Linked DNA regions of Mus musculus: all the other regions are linked to region 3. A link is a contact called in public Hi-C data. All regions are on one chromosome and are shown on one strand. The core of a region is the stretch at or near the end of the contact, and the rest is flanking DNA. Distances in the headings are between cores, read along the strand shown.

What was found. A called contact is a pair of places that touch in the nucleus more often than the background predicts.
Region 1: a Hi-C map of the N1E-115 cell line shows a contact between it and region 3, with 5 times the contacts expected there. The contact joins two enhancer-like sites. A contact is called at or near these places in 1 of 15 datasets of contacts at CTCF or cohesin (the NIH/3T3 cell line), 2 of 484 Hi-C or Micro-C datasets (the N1E-115 cell line and embryonic stem cells) and 6 of 115 datasets of contacts at active chromatin or transcription factors (astrocytes, embryonic forebrain, embryonic stem cells and 2 more).
Region 2: a contact with region 3 is called in a Hi-C map of the N1E-115 cell line, with 11 times the contacts expected there. The contact joins two enhancer-like sites. A contact is called at or near these places in 1 of 15 datasets of contacts at CTCF or cohesin (the NIH/3T3 cell line), 1 of 484 Hi-C or Micro-C datasets (the N1E-115 cell line), 2 of 115 datasets of contacts at active chromatin or transcription factors (large pre-B cells and oligodendrocyte precursor cells) and 1 of 9 other capture datasets (embryonic tail).

What each region holds. Positions count from the first base shown.
Region 1 is chr1:87,173,695-87,177,848 of GRCm38.p6, forward strand. No RefSeq gene overlaps it. Among named protein-coding and RNA genes, the nearest start is that of Prss56, 7.5 kb to the right of the region's middle. Within about 2 kb of position 2,272, at least 133 of the 459 cell types and tissues checked have an H3K27ac peak or open chromatin away from gene starts, as enhancers often do. A contact at or near this core is called in the N1E-115 cell line, the NIH/3T3 cell line and pancreatic cancer cells, where this site is marked.
Region 2 is chr1:87,032,900-87,037,368 of GRCm38.p6, forward strand. The region is part of intron 14 of Dis3l2 (DIS3 like 3'-5' exoribonuclease 2); the gene reads left to right. Among named protein-coding and RNA genes, the nearest start is that of Gm28375, 32 kb to the right of the region's middle. Within about 2 kb of position 2,827, at least 179 of the 459 cell types and tissues checked have an H3K27ac peak or open chromatin away from gene starts, as enhancers often do. A contact at or near this core is called in the N1E-115 cell line and oligodendrocyte precursor cells, where this site is marked.
Region 3 is chr1:86,499,631-86,504,109 of GRCm38.p6, forward strand. No RefSeq gene overlaps it. Among named protein-coding and RNA genes, the nearest start is that of Ptma, 25 kb to the right of the region's middle. Within about 2 kb of position 2,156, at least 160 of the 459 cell types and tissues checked have an H3K27ac peak or open chromatin away from gene starts, as enhancers often do. A contact at or near this core is called in the N1E-115 cell line, the NIH/3T3 cell line, oligodendrocyte precursor cells and 1 more, where this site is marked.

The sequences.
Region 1 (4,154 bases), core at 1,022-3,521, 670 kb after region 3:
CAGTCTGTTCTCCACGCCTGTCAGGGCACATTCGTGCAGGAGAGCCAAAGCTGGGAGCCTCCGGAGCACGGATGGCCAGGCAAAACTAAAAAGGCCAGGGTGAGGTGGAGGGGGTCAGGGATGAGGAAGGGTGGAGTAGGGGGAAGGAGGAAGGTGGCGCTTATCCTAGGTCTAGGATAGAGTGAAGACCTAGGGACCAGCTACCACTATTGATCCGTACTGCCTGTTGCCCCAGCCCAGCATATCCCAGCTTCCTGGGTGCAACCTATTTGGTGCAGTCCTCTGATGTCACATAGTCACAGCCCTTAAGACTTGTTGAACAAGGCATCGTGCCAGGATTGAGGATGCATCTCAATGGGCAGAGTGGTTGCCAGCATGCTCAAAGCCCTGGGTTCTCCGGTTCCTCATAAAACGAATGTGGTGGTGCGTAACTGTTAGCCTCAATACTCCCCGAGACAGAGGAAAACCAGAAAATGTCTCCTACAACTCAGCAAGCTGCCCTCCACCCCCGCAGAGCTACACTTGACCCGGAAGAGGGTGATTTGGGGATAAAGTCCAGTGTTGGGGTACTGGAGCGCAGAAAAGGAGTCCCAGGTCTCAAAACAGAGAAGATGCCCCCTTCTGCTGCGTAGGTCTGAAGGAGTCTCCTGAAGGGGAGGTGGCATTGAAGGAGGGGCTTCTGAAACGCACCCCACCTCCCACCTCCCGTTCTGTGTGCCTTAAGGCACAGGATTTCCCAAGCCCTCGTTATAGGTCTGCATCTCTCACAAAGAGCCACCAGGAGGCGCCCCGCGCCTACAAATCCCCCTACGGCCGCCTACAGGAGGAAGGTCTGTGGCGGGAGGATCAAAGCCTCTGAGCAACCCAGGGTCCCTGAGCCCCTCAGGGCGACCCTTTCCTTCTCCTACCCAGTGGTTCCAGGCCCGCCGCCAGGCTTCCACAGCGGAGTGGGCTACAGTGTGGCGAAGGTCCCACCACTGAGCCTGTCAGGCCAGGTTTCCACTCTTTCCCTGAGTCCCCTATCTGCGGAAGTCTCAGCCTCTTGGCAAGCACAAAGATCACTGCTGGTCAGGGTCTGGTTTGGTCCGTTCTGGTCATGGCCACAGCTGCTGAGCCTCAGCCCATCCCAGGCTTCCATGGACCAACTGTTCCCATGCTCTCTTCGTTCAGACTCATAAGATGCGTTAATGCTTAGGCCTGGGCCACCCGGGCTGGAGGTCAGAGCCTGCAAAGAGAACAGTCTCTGCAGACCAGGACTCCTGGCTTTCTTAATCTTGAGTAGAGATTCCACCTGGAAACCATCCGGGACAAACAGCTCCCGAATTTAAAAAAAAAAAAAAGTTACATTTTTAGTTGTGTTTGTTTTGTTGGCTTTTGCTTTTATCTGTGAACTTAAGTGTGTACAGGGCAGAGGACAAGTTGCAGATGTCAATTCTTTCCTTTGACCATGTAGAGCTCAGGGATTGAAGTCTGGTGCTTGGGCTTGGAGGCAGTTATGGTTATGCACTCAGCCATTTATCCAGCCCTTTAAAATGTAGGTTTGTTTGTTTGTTTGTTTGTTTTTTAAAATATTTGTAAGCTGGGTGTGGTGGGGGCTGGAGAGATGGCTCAGCCGTTAAGAGTACTGACCACTCTTCCGAAGGTCCTGAGTTCAAATCCCAGCAACCACATGGTGGCTCACAACCATCCATAATGAGATCTGACGCCCCCTCCTGGGGTGTCTGAAGACAGTGTACTTACATACAATAAATAAATAAATAAATAAATAAATATGCAGAAAGTGCTTTTTAAAAAAAAGTTGGATATGGTGGTACAGATGTGCAATCCCGACATTTGCTGTCTGAGATGGTGGCCTATGTGGCCAGCAACTTCATGGGGATTTTGCATAGGGGACACTGTTGAACCTCTAGTGACGTACGGAGGTCTGGGCTTAACTTCACTGAACAGATGTGGGGCCTGAGGTTGGAGGGACCTTAAGAGGTTTGCTGATAGACTTAACAGCTGACCAGATCCTTGATGCCCTCTTACCTCTCCCTGAGACCTTCTCTTTACTACCCCCTTCCACACACAGGCATTCAGGACCCCCCAATAGGCAGGAGATCTATTCCAGCTCCAAGCTGTTCCCATGGTGGGCTCCTCTGCATCCTTGATGGTGAGCCAGGCCGGGGCTGGCTTTAGTCTTAGGGCCAGCTCCCCTGTACAGGGTCTCTTGTAGTGCTCCACAGTGACCCTAGCGGTTGGAAGCACAGTTGCTAGATCCCCTTCCGGGAGGGAGGCCCTGCATCTGTGTTGGCTCTGTGCCTGGAGTGTCACTCTGTTCCCAGGGGCTCCTCCTCATGGCGGCTGCCAGCCTCCCTCCCTGCCTCCCATTAATCATGCGCACAGGATTTATATTCTCCAGCAATTTATTTCAGTAAATGCAATCTGGGTGTGCCTGCAGGTGGGCAGGACGCTCCGCTGCTGCCGGGCTGCTGCCGGAGTCACGCTGCCTGGCTTTATTGTCAGGGTAATGGGCATGACTCAGAAGCTAAGAGCCCTCAAGGAAGATGCTAGGCCTAGCCAGGCCCGGGAGCAGAACACCAGGGACCCAGGGACCAGCCCTACCCAACGTGGACTTGATGACCCAAAGGTTCTACTCCGTCATCTTTTCCCAGATGACTAAAGAACTGGGGGCAGAAAGGAAACTGCAGTCTCAACCCTCAGCTTGACGCTTCAAGATCCAGATTTGGGAGATAACAGGCAGGGATGGGGGGGGATCTATTTTCCTGACCCAGGCCCTCCTCTGAGCACTACCCCTCAACACTGCCAGGCCCACCCTAGAGGGATTAACCAAGTAATGCAAGCCTGCCACCCCAGTTCATCTTTCTGGGTCCTCTTGTGCCTCTTCATCTCCCTCTGCCTCTTTCTAGTCACTGGATGTTGCACCCTGTGGCTGTGGAGAAACAGCCCAAGGTCAAGCAGGAGCTAGGCTACCAGGTCCTGAGTCAGTTCCCCCCAGTTATCTGCCCATTTACAGACCCTGAAACAGAAGAGGCAGGGGGCTAGAGCGGCACTCCCTCACCCAGCCCTCTGTAGCCCCCTCCCACACTCCAGATTCCTTCAGTTCCAGGTAGGTCCTAATCTACAAGCATCTATCTCTTTCTGTGGGAGTCCCAAGACCAAGACTAAGCAGCAACAGCCCCCATCTCTCAGGTTGCCCCACCTACCAGGGCTGCCTCTAATGCTGCAGATAGTTCCTGCTGTCCCAAAGCCATTACCCAGTAAGTGTGTGTGTGTGTGTGTGTGTGTGTGTGTGTGTGTGTGTGCACGCACACAAGCACACTGGCTGCAGCAGACAAGAGCAAGAGCACATCCTTTCCAGCCTTGCTCTCTCATTGCCTCTAGGGATTTGTTGGCTTTGTGTGTTGTCCCTCAACTCTAGTCCATACCCTGGATACCCACATCTCTTGGTCCTTAGGGGCAGGGCCTGATGCTAAGCAAAAACTGGGTGTGGCCTGCAGAGGGGCCTCTGATATGTATGTATGTGTGTATGTATGTATGTATGTATGTATGTATGTATGTATGTATGCATGCATGTATGTATGTAGCCTCTCCAGCTCCATGCATAGAAACTGAAAACAACAGGAGGGATGTCTGGGTCCCACACACACACTCCCAGGAGTCCCAGACCAGCAGTCCCCATGCTCTGTCATTCTCTCCTACTCTGGAATCCGGGGACAAGATTCCCATGAGACACTGAAGAAACCTGGCAGCCCTGGGTTCTCTCTTCAACTTCCCTTCAGGACCCTAGTCCTCAGTATACTGCCTGCCATTTTCAGGCCCTGGCCCCAGGTGCCACTGCAGGTCCCTAACTCTCCATCTCCCCAGGTGCCACTGCAGCCCCCCTAACTCTCCATCTCCCCAGGTGCCACTGCAGCCCCCCTAACTCTCCATCTCCCCAGGTGCCGCTGCAGCCCCCCTAACTCTCCATGTGATACCCACTTCCTTTCTGCCAGATTCATTACTGAGGAGGAGGCGGAGCCCGGGCACCAACCCTTCCTTTCTAGAACCTTCTACCCTTGTGTAAGTGCCCCAGGAAACCCCTGCAGAGGCCAGAGAGGGCTTTAGGAGCAGGCACAATCAGATTTGCTGTCTTCTCTTCTAGGGATGACACC
Region 2 (4,469 bases), core at 1,577-4,076, 530 kb after region 3:
TAACTGTCTACAGACAAGTAAAAATTGGATCAGGGCAAGTTCAGTAGGTCCCATCAGGCCTGCAGAAGCTGTCTCAGGCTCTGACTGCCAAGTTCGTGTGCCTGTTGTCCAGCAGGAATAGGCAGAGAGAAAGCTGTGGAAACCCTAGCCTAGCCCCGAAGAGCTCTATTTTCACCCTTTAAAAATGTGTGTTGTCTTCCACTCAGTATTTCTGTGAAACAGCAGCAAAGAATGATTCTAGTGTGCTCATTTAGTCCCTGAACAGTTCATCAGCATCCCACTTGTCTCTGGGATTCCCAAGACCATTCAGGCCTAGATTCCCCCCACACCTTCCTTCCCACGGCTTGGGGTCTGCAGAGGAAAGTGGGCAGAGGAAGGGGAAGAGCCAGCTCACATTGGTAAGGCCTTACCAACCAGGAAAAATAAGGATGGCAGTGACCCAGCTAAGCATCCTGAGTACTACAGAGGAGGCTTTGTGAGGGAGGCCTCACTTCCAACAGAGATTCTGTCACCTCCTGAGTCCTGGACTAAGGTACCCAGAGTCACCTTCTCACTCCCGCTAGCTTCTGTGGGTTCAGTGACACAGATCAGGACCCAGGCTGTACCTGGAAGCGTCAGTCTCACGAGAGGTCTTATCTTACTCATTCTCTGTTGTCTTGAGGTAAAAACAGCATGTGCAGAACTGTAAGGTGCTGCTGGTCTTTGTAAATAAAGAAATAATCTCTGATGAAAAGTATTTAAAGCATGGAAGTGCACACCTATAATACCCACACTCGGGAGGCAAAAACAGAAACATTGCCATAGGCTTGAAGCTCACCTGAGCTATGTAGTGTAGCAAGTTCCAGAAGATCTGGACTGTATGGTTAAGACTGTCACCACCATCATCATCATAATGAATTGTATATTATTATAATAATATTAAAAAGTATTTAGTGGCTGCTTCCTATGTCCTAGTCACTGTTCAAGGGACTGGGAGGTAAGCTGTCTGAGCTCCCCAGGTTAGTGACATTGAGCAGCTGTGACTGGCCCAAAAGAATGCAGGGACAGGAAGAACAGGAAAAAAATCACAAGTAGTCAGGTAGAGCCCCAAGCTAGGACTGCAGTAGGCAGAGCAGGAGTGAGCAAGCTCACACGGGCACCACTAAGAGCTGATCCAACCATGGTTTGTCCGTGACTGATGGCTTTGGAGCAAAGCAAGGATACAAGTAGAAGCCACACTCCAACCTAAGAGTGTCTGGCTCCAGGATGCCCTTCTCCTGAACCTTGGACTTCTGGTGAAAACTTATGGATGGTGGATCCCTAATGGTTTCCCAAGTGCTTGTCTTTCTAGGAAGCTTATTTTAAACTCCACCCCCATGCAAGGTCAGGCTATGGCTTACTCAGATACAATCGTAAATGTCAGCAAAGCCATGGAGAAGATGAAGAAGTAAGAAGGATCATCTCCCTTTTACCCTCCAAAGACTGAAGCCTGTGGACAGGGCCCTGGGCAGTTCACCCAGGGGCTTGACAACTTACACAGCTCTGACTACGTTCCTATGCCAGATGCAGTCTGTCTGCTCCTCCCATCTGTTCTGGTCTTCCCCAGAGCCTCAGACCAGCAGACAGAAATCAAGCCATGCTTGGTTCTAGATCTGTTGCAGGTGCAGTGTGCATGGTGGGAAGGGGAATGAGGCAGAGCAAGCAGCTTGAGTCACTCATGCCAGGGCTCCCTCCACTAATATCCCTCCCTAGAGATGGACTCAGGTTCCTTCCACAGCCTCTGCAGGCCTGGTCTTGTATTGCCCAGACAGAGATCACCTACTTCAGAAGGGGCACTCAGTACTTGCAGTGTCCTCTTGATTGGATGGAACCAAACAATGCTGGGACACAGGCCATCCCCCAGACCCACAGGAGCAGCTCCACCATGCAAATCTACCTCCAGCTTGAGGTGGGCTGCATAGGTAAGCTGATACACAACCCTGCTTGGTAAAGGAGAAGACAAAGTAACATTCAATACAAAAAAAAAAAAAAAAAAAAAAAAAAGAGTTTGAGGGTCTAGACCAACTAAGGCTTGGAGTTCTTTAGGGAGCAGCATTTGGATTTCATGTACCATCCCAGAGCAGGGTTCTCCAAAGAGAATAGCTTATACCTCCTTCCCACTTAACACAGCCACCCAAGGCCAGAAAACCTAGAGAAGCCAAAGCTGCAGGACTTGGTGGTGCCCCACCCAGATCTGGGCCCTGCCACATTCTGGCTCTAGTCGTCTTCTATAGCCTCTGAGACTCAGTTTCCCACTGTGCACATTAAGACCTACAGTTTTTTTCCTGGGAAAGGACTCATTGGGCTAAATGACAAAGCACACAGAGAGCTTGGCTGCACTCTCTTTTCTTCCCACCATTAGTGGCCTCACCACTCCAGGGTGGCCTTGGAAAATGGGGCCCACCCCGCCCCCCCCAGCAGCCCAAGCAAAGCACACTTTGAATAAAGCAGAGCAGCCTGAGCTCCCGGGTGACCTGGCTCCTCCTCTCCTCTCTCCTCTAGAGCTATCTCTTGCAGTTGTATGTGTATGAGAGGATCCGTGTGTTTAAAACACCCTTCTCCCTAGAACATCTTCATACCCAAATTCTAGCTTTCAAACTAAAGTTGATCCCTCCCAAAGTGAGAGGTGACTTTGGCTTCCCTGAGTTTATCCAAGCTCTGTTCTTGGTATAGGTCTTCAGGGTCAGCCTCCTCTACTTGGGTGTAAGAGGGAGCCCTGGCCTTGGCTAGGATCTGAGCAGGGCCAGAAAGCTGTTGCAGGCAGGCAGCAGCTCCCAGAGGGAATGTGCTTCTGTGTGCCTTGGCCACACCTCCTCTAACCAGTGGTTCCAGTTTCAGTGGAACTAGAGAAAGGCTCTCATGTGTGTGTGTGTGTGTGTGTGTACACATCATAAAAGAGCCAACAAGGCCCAATTACCCTTCACTGCAATGCTACACAGCACAATGCCTGGTTCTGCTTAGGGGCCAGAGCTGTTGCCCACGTGCAGGCCTGCCCCGTGCCTCTGTGTGCAGAGCTAAGCCTTGGGAAGAGCAAGGCTTCGTGGCTAGCTTTATGCTGACAAAGGGCTTTCAGTGCTGTCAAATGACTGCAAGCAGTCCCTTCCCCCTCCCTACCACAGCCACTGGGCCTCCCTTTGGCAGGGCCAGAGGGCTGCACTTGAACGCCTAGCCTCTGGAGACTTCCTTTTGAACTAGAAAAACATGGCTCAAACATGCTTCACTGCAGCAGGGCTCTGCCTGCTGAACCTATAGAAAGGCCTGGAGTAGATTCAGTCCCACAGACTAGAAAACCTGGCTCTGGCCTCACCCACAAGGCCTGTTATGTCTGGCTCCAGAGGCCTGCTCCTCTGGGGTTTTCCATGCCTGTGAACTAGGCCCCATTCATTTCCCTGCGGTTTCATGGGAACGTCCAAAATATTGAGCAGGTTGCAGGGAGCCCAGGAGGAAAGGGGTCAGTGAAAGGCCCTAGCTGTGACGTGGGGTGGCCCTGTGGTCAAGCCCTGGTGGGCGCCTTGTCAGTCTGCTGCTGCCTCTCCTCCCAGGCACCCCTTCCACTCCCCTGAAGCTTGGCCTGCAGCAGCACTCCCCTTCCCCACCCCCAGGCCTCTACTTTCCAGCTCCCTAGCCACCAGCCCCACCCTGGCCTGGCCTCAGAGGGAACTGCAACAAGATCTCTACAGTTCCCCACCCCCAGCATCCCTCAATTTAGTACTGATCAGACCACTGACTTCCCATCACGCCCCATTCCCTTGCAGTTTTCCACCACACTACACTCAATTTGGGGCTGCTGAGAGAGCAGCAGGTCTCCTGTGAGGGTGGCTGCTGTCTTCCCACCTTGGGCTGCCCAGCTATAGAGGAGAGTCATGCTCTAGCACACAACTCCTGTGAGAGCCCAGCAGCTGCCTTCACAGCTACTGGGGAGCCCAAGGGCTCCTTAAGCCAACAGTGAGGATGTACCCATGTGGGGGAAATTTGGTTTGCCGAAGAAATGAATTTGAAACTAGCTGGGAGCAATTCTTATCAAATTTCCATGTTAGCAGTTTTCACCAAGAACTAATTGAACAATCTCTGTGAGTGGCCTAATTCCATTAGCATGAGATTCCCACAAAGTTAACAAGTGCCCTAGTGGCCAAGGGCAGAGAGGCTCTTCTGTCTCACACTTGGTTTTGGTCTTTGAAGATGGATGGAGTTTCAGGTTTCAGCAACAGCCAGGCAGATGCTCACCTCTGGCCCAGTAGGCTTCAATCTCAGCAGCTCAGCTCCAGATCAACTTCAGAAGCCACTTTGCAAGTATTCAGGGTATGAAAGGGCTGATCAGACCACTGACTTCCCATCCCAAGATGAATTTCTCTTCTGGGTTAGCAGGTAAAATGGATCTGAGGGTAGAACATCCTACAGACCTCACCTCCCTTGCCAGGCAGTATTGAGAGACCAGGTACAGAGGAGTAGAA
Region 3 (4,479 bases), core at 906-3,405:
TGATTATCTTGCCACCACCTCCCAAATGCTGAGACTATATAGACCTGTTCTACAGGTCCAGATTATGTGGTACTAGGGAGTCAAACTCAGACCTGCATTTAAACACTTTACTAACTAAGCTGTATCTCCGGGTCTCTACCTAGGACTTTTGAGACAGGATCTTAGTGATTCCTTCAATCATCTTAATGGCAGTACAAGGCCAAAGAACCAAGGGTGAGCTCCTCAGAGCTTCAGGAATCTGGGGGTCCCAGCCTCATTGAATTTCTCTCCCTGATCACATTTAGAGGTGCTTGCTGCATGTTCTTTGTGATGCCAAGGCTCCCAAGAAAGTCACCCTTCTCAGGCCTGGTTCTTGCTAGGTATCCTCATTCAGAGTCTCGTATGTAGGGGCTGACAACAGATGGGTTCCTGTTTCCACACACCCCTCTTCCACTCCTCTGACTGAAGGGGACAGAGGGCTCCCCCAGGTGGCCAAATATGCCAAGGCTGGAAGCTGGAGAGAACTTGCTTCAGACTTCTGGCCCCTTCACTCCCCTAAGTACCTGGGCTTACCCAGAGCAGCTTGGATATTAGGAAGTCAAGTCTGTGTTTGTTGTCTGCATGGAGCAAAGGAGACAGCAACCCAGGAACTGTACATCGTTCTCAGCTCGGGAAACTGCTGCTAGTCCCAGAGCTGCAGGAATCGGTCTTATATGTGGCTATGGGTCACAGGACACAGAGACATGAGCATGGGAAGCACAGGGCAGAGCCCAGTGAGAATGGCCACGTTCAACCCAAGGCTCTCATCCTTCATTCTTATGTTTTTGGGGATTAAACCCCAGGTCTCACACATACTAGGCAAATACATTTCCACTGCACTGTATCTCTAGACCTTTTTAATGACTGTAGAGACAGGGTCTTGAATTAGTGATCCTTGTATAGTCCAGTTTTGAATCAGTGATCCTTCTGACTCAGACTCCCAAGTACCTAGGATTACTGGCCTGTACTAGCTCTAGGCTCAGCTCTTTTCCTTCCTTCCTTCCTTCCTTCCTTCCTTCCTTCCTTCCTTCCTTCCTTCCTTCCTTCTTCTATTTATTTATTTATTTTTATTCACGCTATTTTCTAGGCTGACCTGGCCTGGAATTCACTTTGTAACCCAGGCTGACCTTGAACTCCAGATCCTCTTACCTCAGCCTCCCAAGTGCTGGGATCAGAGGCATGTACCACCCACCACACCTGGCTCGACTTCCAGGAGACATGCACTCTGGTTTCTCCAACTAGCAAGTGAGGCAGCAGATAAAAGCAGTTGAACTCCTTGTCTAAGAACTCCCAGAACCTGGCTCAGGCTTCCCTTCACGGCAGCTTACTATCAATCACGGGCAAACAGACTAAACAACCAGGAGACTGGGCAGATGTCTAAACTCACAAATAAGGGCATATGCCTTGAACTCCCTATCCTGGGAGCATGTCCAGCAGGTGCCCAGGAGGAATAGAGTGTGAACAATGACAGGCCAGTCACATCTAACACATGGTACCTATGGACTGTGAGGGTAAGGGAGAAAGCCAGCCTCCGTCTGTCACCAGCAGGGGGCGGGCAAGAAGATTTAGGACTTAGGTGTTGGTCTTCCTAGACCCCCTAGAACCAATGGCAATCTATTGGATCTGTTCCAGTGACAGGCTTGCAGGCCTCATTCAGCTTCCTGGCAGGGCAGGCAGGCCTCAGCATTCTCAGACTCAGGTTCCTGCCTGGTAACAGGCTCAGAGGCTGGGGACAGACACATGGATGCTGGCTTGATCACACACAGCTCCACCCACACGAACATCTTCTGAAGGCGGAATCTGCTGCTGCCATCTGTTCCGTGCAGACACAGTTGAACACTTGGCCTCCTGTGCACGGGGAACAGTTCACACAAGTACATATGTGCACAAGTGTGCCTGTGTCACACACACACACACACACACACACACACACACACACACACACACACTAAAGGGGATCTTGGTGAAAAGGGAGGTGAAAAGCCATGCTGATCCAAGAGCCTGTAGGGCCACAGCTCTGGAATCTCCCTCCTCTAGAGTGGCAGACTGCCAGGTAACCTCCTACCTTCCCTACCCTGAGGCTGTCTTCTGAACTCAGTCTGAAGATTGCTAAGGCCTGCAATGCCCAAAATGACCACCAGGGGGCGGTTGAGCATTGAAAAAATCCGGCCAGTTCAGCCTCCATCCAAAAACCTTACTCCACTAGACATGTCTAAAAGCGCACTAACCCCAATGTTGTGACAGAGAAGGAAGGTGGAGGAGGAAAGATGGCTAGGAGGCTGAGGGAAGCACATACGTACAGACTGGAGACATTGACAGACTCGAGACCTTCATTTTAGGTATTTTGAAATAGTCTTTTTTAGTCCATCCTGGCTTCAAGGATCCTGGTCCTCCGATCTCTGCCATCTAAATGCTTGGATCACAGGAGTGCACCTCAGCGCACAGTTCAGAGCATTTTATTAGAGAAGGGACAAGATATAGTTTTCATTTCATCCTGGCTACAGTGTGTGTTAGGTAATGTTGGTGCTCAAGACATGGTTCAATAATAATCCCGTGGCACCTGGGAGGAGAGAGCCTTGAGAAGCTAGGGGAGGCAAACTGGAGGGACGTGGGGGGGGGGGGGGGGGGAAGACGGGCATTTCTGCCAGAGCTTAGAGGCGGAAGGAGAGCGGAGAGCGCTGCGGGTGGGGTAGGGGCGTGATGTGTGCAGCGTCTAGACCTGTCATCCGGGCACCCTGGAAAGAGCCCCTTCCCTCTGCCCCACCACTTAACCTAGAGGGCATGGAAATGGTGTGAGGAGCCCAAACCCCGGCTTCCTTCTGTTAGGGTTGAGGGGCTCAGGGATTATTCATGGGACTTGGCTTAGTTCTTACTGGCACCCTCTCCCTCTGAGATAGGTCAGGCGCTGAGGCCCACCCTGGCTGGCTGGCTGGCTGCTGGGCTCTGGCTCCTCGCATGCGTCTGGGCTCTGGTAACCTATGCATACTTGAGCACATTGCAGGCTTTCCCTTTAACAAAGATCCCTCCTCAGGATCCCACTTAATCTTCACAGCAGCCTGGAACACAACCCCACATCTCACTCACAGCTGAGGAACCACAGCCTTAAGGGGCTTGTGTGTGGCTAGACAGGCATACACATCTTATGCATGGAGTAGCCCTGGGGTTTAAAAAGAGCCTATTTGCTCTTACCCTCTTGCTCCCTCCCTCCCCATTCCCTTCCCCCCTCAGCACGTGGTCACGGCAAGCCTCTACTATTCTACTCTCTCCTCTGCCTCTACTAGCCTTTTAACTCCCCTCCGATGACCTGAATAAACTCTATTCTATACCAAAAAAAAAAAAAAAAAAGGCGTATTTTTTACAAATATTTACACACACACACCCACTATAGAGACCATGTTTAGAGGACAATTTCTGAGTTCTCTAACTTCATTATATGAGTGAGTCCTGGGGATCTAACTCACCAATTTGAGTCTCCCTGGCCTTCTCTTTCTTCAAGGAGTTTTGGTATAAAGTTCCTCCCCGACCGACCTCCACCCCTGCACCATCAGGCCCTTGGTGGCCAGCTGTGGAGAAACTGCCTGCCTCTAGTGGATTATGATCCCTGTACAAGAGGACTCTAGAGGACTGGTCACCAAGCCTGCAAGGTACCCTGACCTGAGTCCAGTTTTAGGTTCCTACCGGGAAGGGGGGGATGGTGTACGGGGAGAAGAGGGGAACCAGCAAGACCGGGCCCTGGGGCTCTTGAAGGATGGGGGTGGAATGGGACGTGCCTGGGCAGACGAAGTGGGGACAAAGAGGGCCCCAGCACACCTGGCGGCCTGCAGCCCGCGCCCGCCAACCCAGATTCAAAGTGGAGTAGAGGCTGTGATTGGTGGCCGGGCCCAGAGCCCCACCCCTCTCACCTCTTAAGCATCTGGGAAAGGGGAACCTTGTTGAGAAAGGCCCCTCCTCATGTTCTTAACCACTCTGCGGTGGCCTGGCTAGTAAAGGAACCTGGTTCGCTCTCCCTCGTGCCTCAAGCCTGGCTGGGGTTCTGGGGGTAGAGCTCCATCACTACTCTCGGACTTACAGGGCCATCCAGTCAGACTTCCCTGACTTGACTTTCAGACTATGGCCTCCTCCACTTCCTTGTCTTACCCTGGCCCCCACTCTTTGAGTGATCCCTGTTCTCTGGCCCTTCTCCCAGTACAGCCACCACCCTCGGGACAGCTTCCCGGGATCCGGTCTCTTCACGCGTGCACCCTGTCACTACAGTGGCCGTCGAGCTTCTCCAGGAGGCGGTGTCTGGAACTCGCTACACGGTCCTGACACCCCCTTCCTGCAGCAGGGAGGAGGGCGGGTAGTTTGGTACATAGCTCTCCGGGTACCGCAGGGATGCAAGCCCAACGCCTGTGTAGGCGCCCTCGCGGGTGCAGATGGCCGCCTACGGAGCAGGTCCGCACAGGGGGGCCCGGGGGCGGG